Linked DNA regions of Capra hircus: region 1 is linked to region 2. The links are chromatin contacts, called in public Hi-C maps. All regions are on one chromosome and are shown on one strand. Each heading gives the region's core, a stretch centred on a gene start, on an enhancer-like site or on the middle of the called end of the contact. The rest is flanking DNA. Distances are from core to core; before and after follow the strand shown.

What was found. A called contact is a pair of places that touch in the nucleus more often than the background predicts.
Region 1: a contact with region 2 is called in a Hi-C map of blood, with 2.1 times the contacts expected there. The contact joins two enhancer-like sites. A contact is called at or near these places in 2 of 5 Hi-C or Micro-C datasets (both in blood).

The regions. Positions count from the first base shown.
Region 1 is chr24:752,127-755,079 of ARS1.2, reverse strand. ATP9B (probable phospholipid-transporting ATPase IIB) reads left to right here. Exons shown (of 27, transcript XM_018039529.1): 27 at 158-732. The coding sequence ends at 294. Among named protein-coding and RNA genes, the nearest start is that of NFATC1, 11 kb to the right of the region's middle. Within about 2 kb of position 1,464, at least 3 of the 5 cell types and tissues checked have an H3K27ac peak or open chromatin away from gene starts, as enhancers often do.
Region 2 is chr24:639,784-642,483 of ARS1.2, reverse strand. No RefSeq gene overlaps it. Among named protein-coding and RNA genes, the nearest start is that of CTDP1, 54 kb to the right of the region's middle. Within about 2 kb of position 1,318, at least 3 of the 5 cell types and tissues checked have an H3K27ac peak or open chromatin away from gene starts, as enhancers often do.

The sequences.
Region 1 (2,953 bases), core at 215-2,714, 110 kb before region 2:
CCTCCTGTTGGGAACCCTTCCCCTGGTACAGGCAGAATGGTGCCTTCACAGGGACCCCGAGGCTCTGCCAGGCCCACATTTGTGATAACCTGGGTGCAGGCGGAGGGGGGCCACAACCCCAGCACCCTGAGACCTGTTTGGGCTTTCTCTCCCACAGATGTTGCCTTTATCACGACTGTGACCTTCGTGTGGAAAGTGTCAGCCATCACAGTGGTCAGCTGCCTCCCTCTCTATGTCCTGAAGTACTTGAAGCGGAAACTGTCCCCGCCCAGCTACTCCAAGCTCTCCTCCTAGCCCCTCCCTGCACCTGCAGCTGGTGGCTGTGGTGTCTGGAGCACTGCAGCTGCTGAGAGGCTGTGAGGCCAGAAGGGCCCAGGTGACCCAGCCAGGCGCCGTGGACATCCCGCCCAGGCGTCGTGGACATCCCGCCCAGGCGCCGTGGACATCCCGCCCAGGCGCCATGGACTCACCCCCTTGTCCTCATCAGGCTGGATTTCCTTTCCTCCCCTTTCTGTTGTTTTTCAGAGTTTAATTTACATGTAGCACCAGCTTGAGTTTCCATGAATATGAGCCCTGTTACTGGAAAACACCATCGTTCTCTGCTGTTCTGGGAACTGAAATGAAAGTTTATTTACTATCTTGCAACTTCCCAACTAACATTCAGGCTCTTTCTTTGATGTCATAGCAGAGAGTCGCCCTTCTTCACCAGAATAAAGCCTCCATTCTGTCCAGGCCGTGTCTGCCACACCCTCCCCACACCTCCCACAGGCGCACCCCGGCCCCAGGCGCCCGCACAGTCTTTCCATGCCCACAGCAGCCACGCACGTGTGTCCGAGGCTCTGCTGTTAGTTCAGCTGTCCCCGTCCTGGTGTTTGTCTGCGTCTGCTGCTGCTTCTGGCTCCTGGCACTCGGGCGGTCTGTGGGCCCCTCAACGGTGCTTCCATGGGAGAGCGCTTCCTCCTCTAGGCTGTGCTCTGAGTCCCATCTGGGTGGCCACTTCCCAGGGTGCATCCCAGGGAGGACGAGTGACCCCTGGCTGCTCACTCTGGTCCCCGGCCGCGTCCCCACAAGGAAAGGCCGTCAGTCGGAAGCCCTTCACACACCCAGCTCCTCACTCAGCAAACAGTCCTGTGGCCCCCAAACAGGCAGACCCTGGGGTCCCGAGGAGGCTGCCCTGACTGCTGCTGGGCAGGTCCACCCTGCAGGTTCTGGAAGCCCTTTTTGCTGGAGTCATTTCGACTCGGAGAAGCTGGCCATCTGCACAAGCACTGTGCTGGCTCTCCGACTTCCGCTAAACCCTGCTCTGACCACCGATCCGAACGTCTCCTGGTGTCCCTCTGTCCCAGCGGGGGCCTCATCCCAAGCTGCCGGGAAGGGCCCGCACAACAGGCAGGTGGCACTGGTTTGCGTCCCTAGGACGGGGCGCGGTGGCCACGCCCCTGTGATCCCAGAGCCTCTCAGCGGGCGGTTCCTGCTCAGGCTCCTGCAGACGGCGGCCTGGCTGGGCTCCAGATGAACAGAGCGCGCAGAGCAGGTGTAATTCCGCGCAACTCCAGCAGGTGGCGCTAGAAACTAAGGAATGCAGCCAAGGCCGGCGGCCCAACTTCGGGCGCTTGGGTCAGTCAGCGGTCTGGGCTAGATGCCCCGCGCGTTCGCAGAGTTCAGGCACGGGCCTGTGTCCACGCGGCATCCACTCTGGACGGAGACCGGGGCCCCCTTAATGGTAAAGTGCGGGCGACACCTCCTGATCTCCCGGGATGACCCCGCCCGCGGCCCCTGCTCTTGTGCCTGGTGGCCGGGAGACTCTGGGTGGGCAGAACTCTGGGGCCCAGGAGGACCGAGGTCATGTACCGTTTTCCTAAAAGCAGAACTTTCCGAGTCTCACAGCCACGTGATTGTAAAGCCAGAGACCCTCCCTGCTCTTCTCCAAGCCAGTTCCCAGGCCTGGGCTCTGTGGCTGCCACAGAGAAAGGCCAACCCCAGCCCCTTCCACAGCCCAGCCCCACTGCCTTCAGGGTCGGGGGCCCGCCTGGCTCAGGGAGGCCAGCGTGTGGAGGGGCCCCCAAGTCCCTGCCCGACCCCCCAGTCCCTTCTGCCGACTGGGCGAGCAGCCACCGTGGGCCTGGCGGGCTCTGAGCTGGGGTGACGGGTCAGGTGGGACTCTCCGGCCCCGGTCATAGGATGCTCTGCTGGGGGCCGCGGGCCACGGGCCGTGGTGGCTTCTTCCAAGGAGGCCAGAGCTCCCAAGGGGAGGCTGGGCCCACACGGCTTGTCCATCCAGCCCTGCTCAGGCCCCTCGGAGCTCTGCGTCTATCCATCAGCTGGGCGGCCGGTCAGGACTCAAGGGAGAGCCAAGGGCGGACACAACCTCTGAGCAGCGAGTGAAGCAAAGGCAGGACGGGGTGACGCACGGAGGGGGCTGGGGTGCGGGGGCAGGGCCTCGGGTCCCCAGGCAGCGGTCCCCCGGCCCCTGTCCCAGTCACGCAGCCCGCGCCCGGGGCCAGCAGAGCCGGAGGGGTCCTCCCAGGCAGGCCCATGACCCACGCTGCCTGAGACACAGCCTGTGGAGCTGGGCCCCAGGGCGCACCCCCCAACAGCGAGGACACAGTCCACCCCCGGTTCTGGGCCAGGCGGGGCCCTACCCCCCACCCCCGCCCGCCTGCAGCCGCGCGCTTCACCCTCCCTGCCATCTCCCTGCGGCCCCTGTGTGTCTGGGTGTCACCAGGTGGAGCCCTCTAGGATGGCCTTGTCAGGTCTGAGCCCAAGTCCCAAGGTCTCAGGCGGCTGCGCTGAACCCTGGATGCTGTTTGTTCAAAGTGACCTAACATCGCTTCAGGGCTCTCAGGCTCTTCGCGACCTGAAAGTGCAGAGACCGGCCGGCTGAGCCAAGGCGGCTCTGATTCTATGATGGGGCCGGGTGTCTGGTCCAGACTGCGTCTTCACGTCCCCTGCC
Region 2 (2,700 bases), core at 69-2,568:
GGGTGTGTCCATGTCCAAATGTGCCCTTTCCTCAAGGGCAGCCCTCATGCTGGGCGCAGGCCACCCTGCTCCAGCACGAGCTCATCTCAGTCACGTGTGCAGAAGGGCCCGTTTGGGGACCCCAGGGCTGGACTTGAGTGTGTGTCTGGGAGACACCCTCACCCCTGGGGGTGCCTAACGCCGCTGCTGGGCCTGTCCACGTGCTGCCCAGTCAGCCAGCCTGGCCACGGGCCTCCATGCTGCTCCTTGCCCCTACCCCACCCCACCCCACCCCTCCACCTGGGCCAGGCCTCCACTCCTCCTGCCCACGGGCCTCCATGCTGCCCCCTGCCCCCACCACACCCCTCCACCTGGGCCAGGCCTCTACCCCTCCTCTGAAACTGAATATATTTGCGCCTTTCTTGGTAACAGGACAGGTCACCACCGCTGGAACCGCTCCTGTTACAGAGGAGAACGGAGCATGTGTGTGCTCTGCCATCTTTCTTTCAAGCCTTCATTTAACCTCCCGAGAAAGTGAACGGCCAGGCAGGACCTCTCTAGGAAATTACAGAAATGAAGGCCAGCCTCGCTGACGGGCTCAGGCACGTCCCCGCGCTGGGCCTGGGCCCCAGCCTCCTGCACCCCTCGCGGACGGAGCCGTGCAGAATGACGGCGCGCCGGGAGGAACAGGGACTTTCTCCGACGTTCTCATCGCCCAGCGCTGCGCTCTGGCTCCACAGCTGGCAGCCAGTCGTCCCCAGTCACCTGAGGCCGGACCCTGCCCTGTTGCTCTTGTGCTAAATCCCTCTCGCGTGTCGTTCCCTGGAAGATGCAGGCTGCGTGTCCACCAGGTCCCGAGCAGGTCTGCCTGCCCTCGCCCAGAGACGGGCAGCTCCAGGGGGCCCACAAGTCCCAGGGGAGGGGAGCCGGCCCGCATGGCTCACTGAGCACGTAGAGAAGCTCGAGTGCCCGCGTCTGAGACCCCAGGGACCGCACACCAGCATCCGGGGGAATGCTGGGCCACGGCTGCCCCGAGGGCCCCTGCCTCTCCCCGTCACGCCCGCTGTGGGGCCGCTGCCCCAGAGCTCGCTGAGCCCCTGCTGCCGCGCGTGGGGCTCGACCAGCCGTGACTCAGCCCAGCAGGAATGTATTCTTTGGCACTGGCCCCGAGGAGCCGGCGCTGGCATCGCCTCTGCACACGTGTGAGTCCCGACCGGGCGGCTCTGCTCTGCCACCTCCTGGGGGTGGGGCGGGGGCCTCGGGCGCCGTGGGGGCCCAGGTGGGCCTGGCCGGGACGGTCCTCCAGGGCCGGAGGAGCCGCTTTTATAGGATTAACAGCGACACCTGCGAAGTGGAGTGAGCAGAGAAACTCACGTCGACTTTGCCAAAGGCCGTCCAGGCTTTTGTCTGGTGACTTCAAAGTTGGGCAAACGAAGTGCTAGATGAACCTGCAGTGTTTGGTGGGGCCGGTTTCAACGGTCACACCCAGGCGGACACCTGCAGCGCCCGGCTGGGCGGCGGCTCTGTGACTCATGTGACCGGGAGCCACCCACTGAGTCACCATGTCTGAGCCCCGCACCGGCCGGGCCGTGGGAACCAGCTTCTCCCAGGTGGACTGGCCCGGCCCGCCTCCCCATGGACACAGACGCCACGGCCGCTGCCTGCACCGCCCTGGCCGAACCAGGTAAGGGCTTGACGTCTGCTTAAACAGCCGATCCCACGTTGCTGACCTCTGAGCGAATGTGTGGATGAGTAAACCCACAGGGGCGTGAACAAGCACGAGGAGCCGTGTCAGGAGCGGCCCAAGACGAGGCGCGTCAGGAGGCCCCGCTCCCGCCCCTCCCGCTCTGCAGGGCCGCATCCTCCGCGCTAACTGCGGGGAAGGCTCGCTCCTGTAACTCCCCACTGTGAGGTGAGGCCCTGGACGGTGGCAGATCGAGGCCCTGCACCAGTACGTGAGTCCGGCTCACTCCCCAAGCCACCTTGGGTCCCTTCTGCCCCTCGGTGCCCCAGCCTCGGGCACTGTCCCCGTCCCACCTGTCAACCCTCCCAGCAGCTGACGACTCCACAGCTGGGTCTCCAGGGCCTGTGTGCTCCCACCTCCTCCTCCCTCCATGGGGGACACCACTGCCTGATCCCGGTGGCCTTCTCCACTGAGCGCCGTGCCCCAGGAACCACTGCCCACCCACCGCATTCGCACGCTGAGATGGGGCCTCTGTCTTCCCAACTGGAGCTAATGGCTGGAAGGTGCTGGTGGGATTTCGAGCCTTGCTGGAGGATTGTCCATGCCAGCCTCCTTGAAACCATGCCATCCAAGAGCTGGCTTCGCCTCTGAGGAAACTTAGAAATTCCAGCATCGTCTAATGTGCCGATTCTCACAGAGGACTCTCCTGGTGACAATCAATCTTGTTCGACAGCTGCCCCTGGCTTCCAAGGAAGGTGGCCCTGTGCGTGCGGCAGCCGCCCACCGTCGGCAGAGGCCGCTCCTGCCCCAGGGTCCCTCATCAGTTTCGTGTGCTCGTGCAGAAGCTTCTCTCCGCTCGAGAAACCAAGTGAGGAACGAGCCCCAGTCCAGTGCGGCCACGGCCACGTCTAACTGCAGATCCCAGGCTGGCCAGGAAGATGCTCACTTTCATGGCCCTTCAGTGGATGGTGCTAACCTCAGAAGGCTGGCCAGCGGTCCCAGGGCTAAGACCCACCCCTGAACGTCCCTGCCCAGCG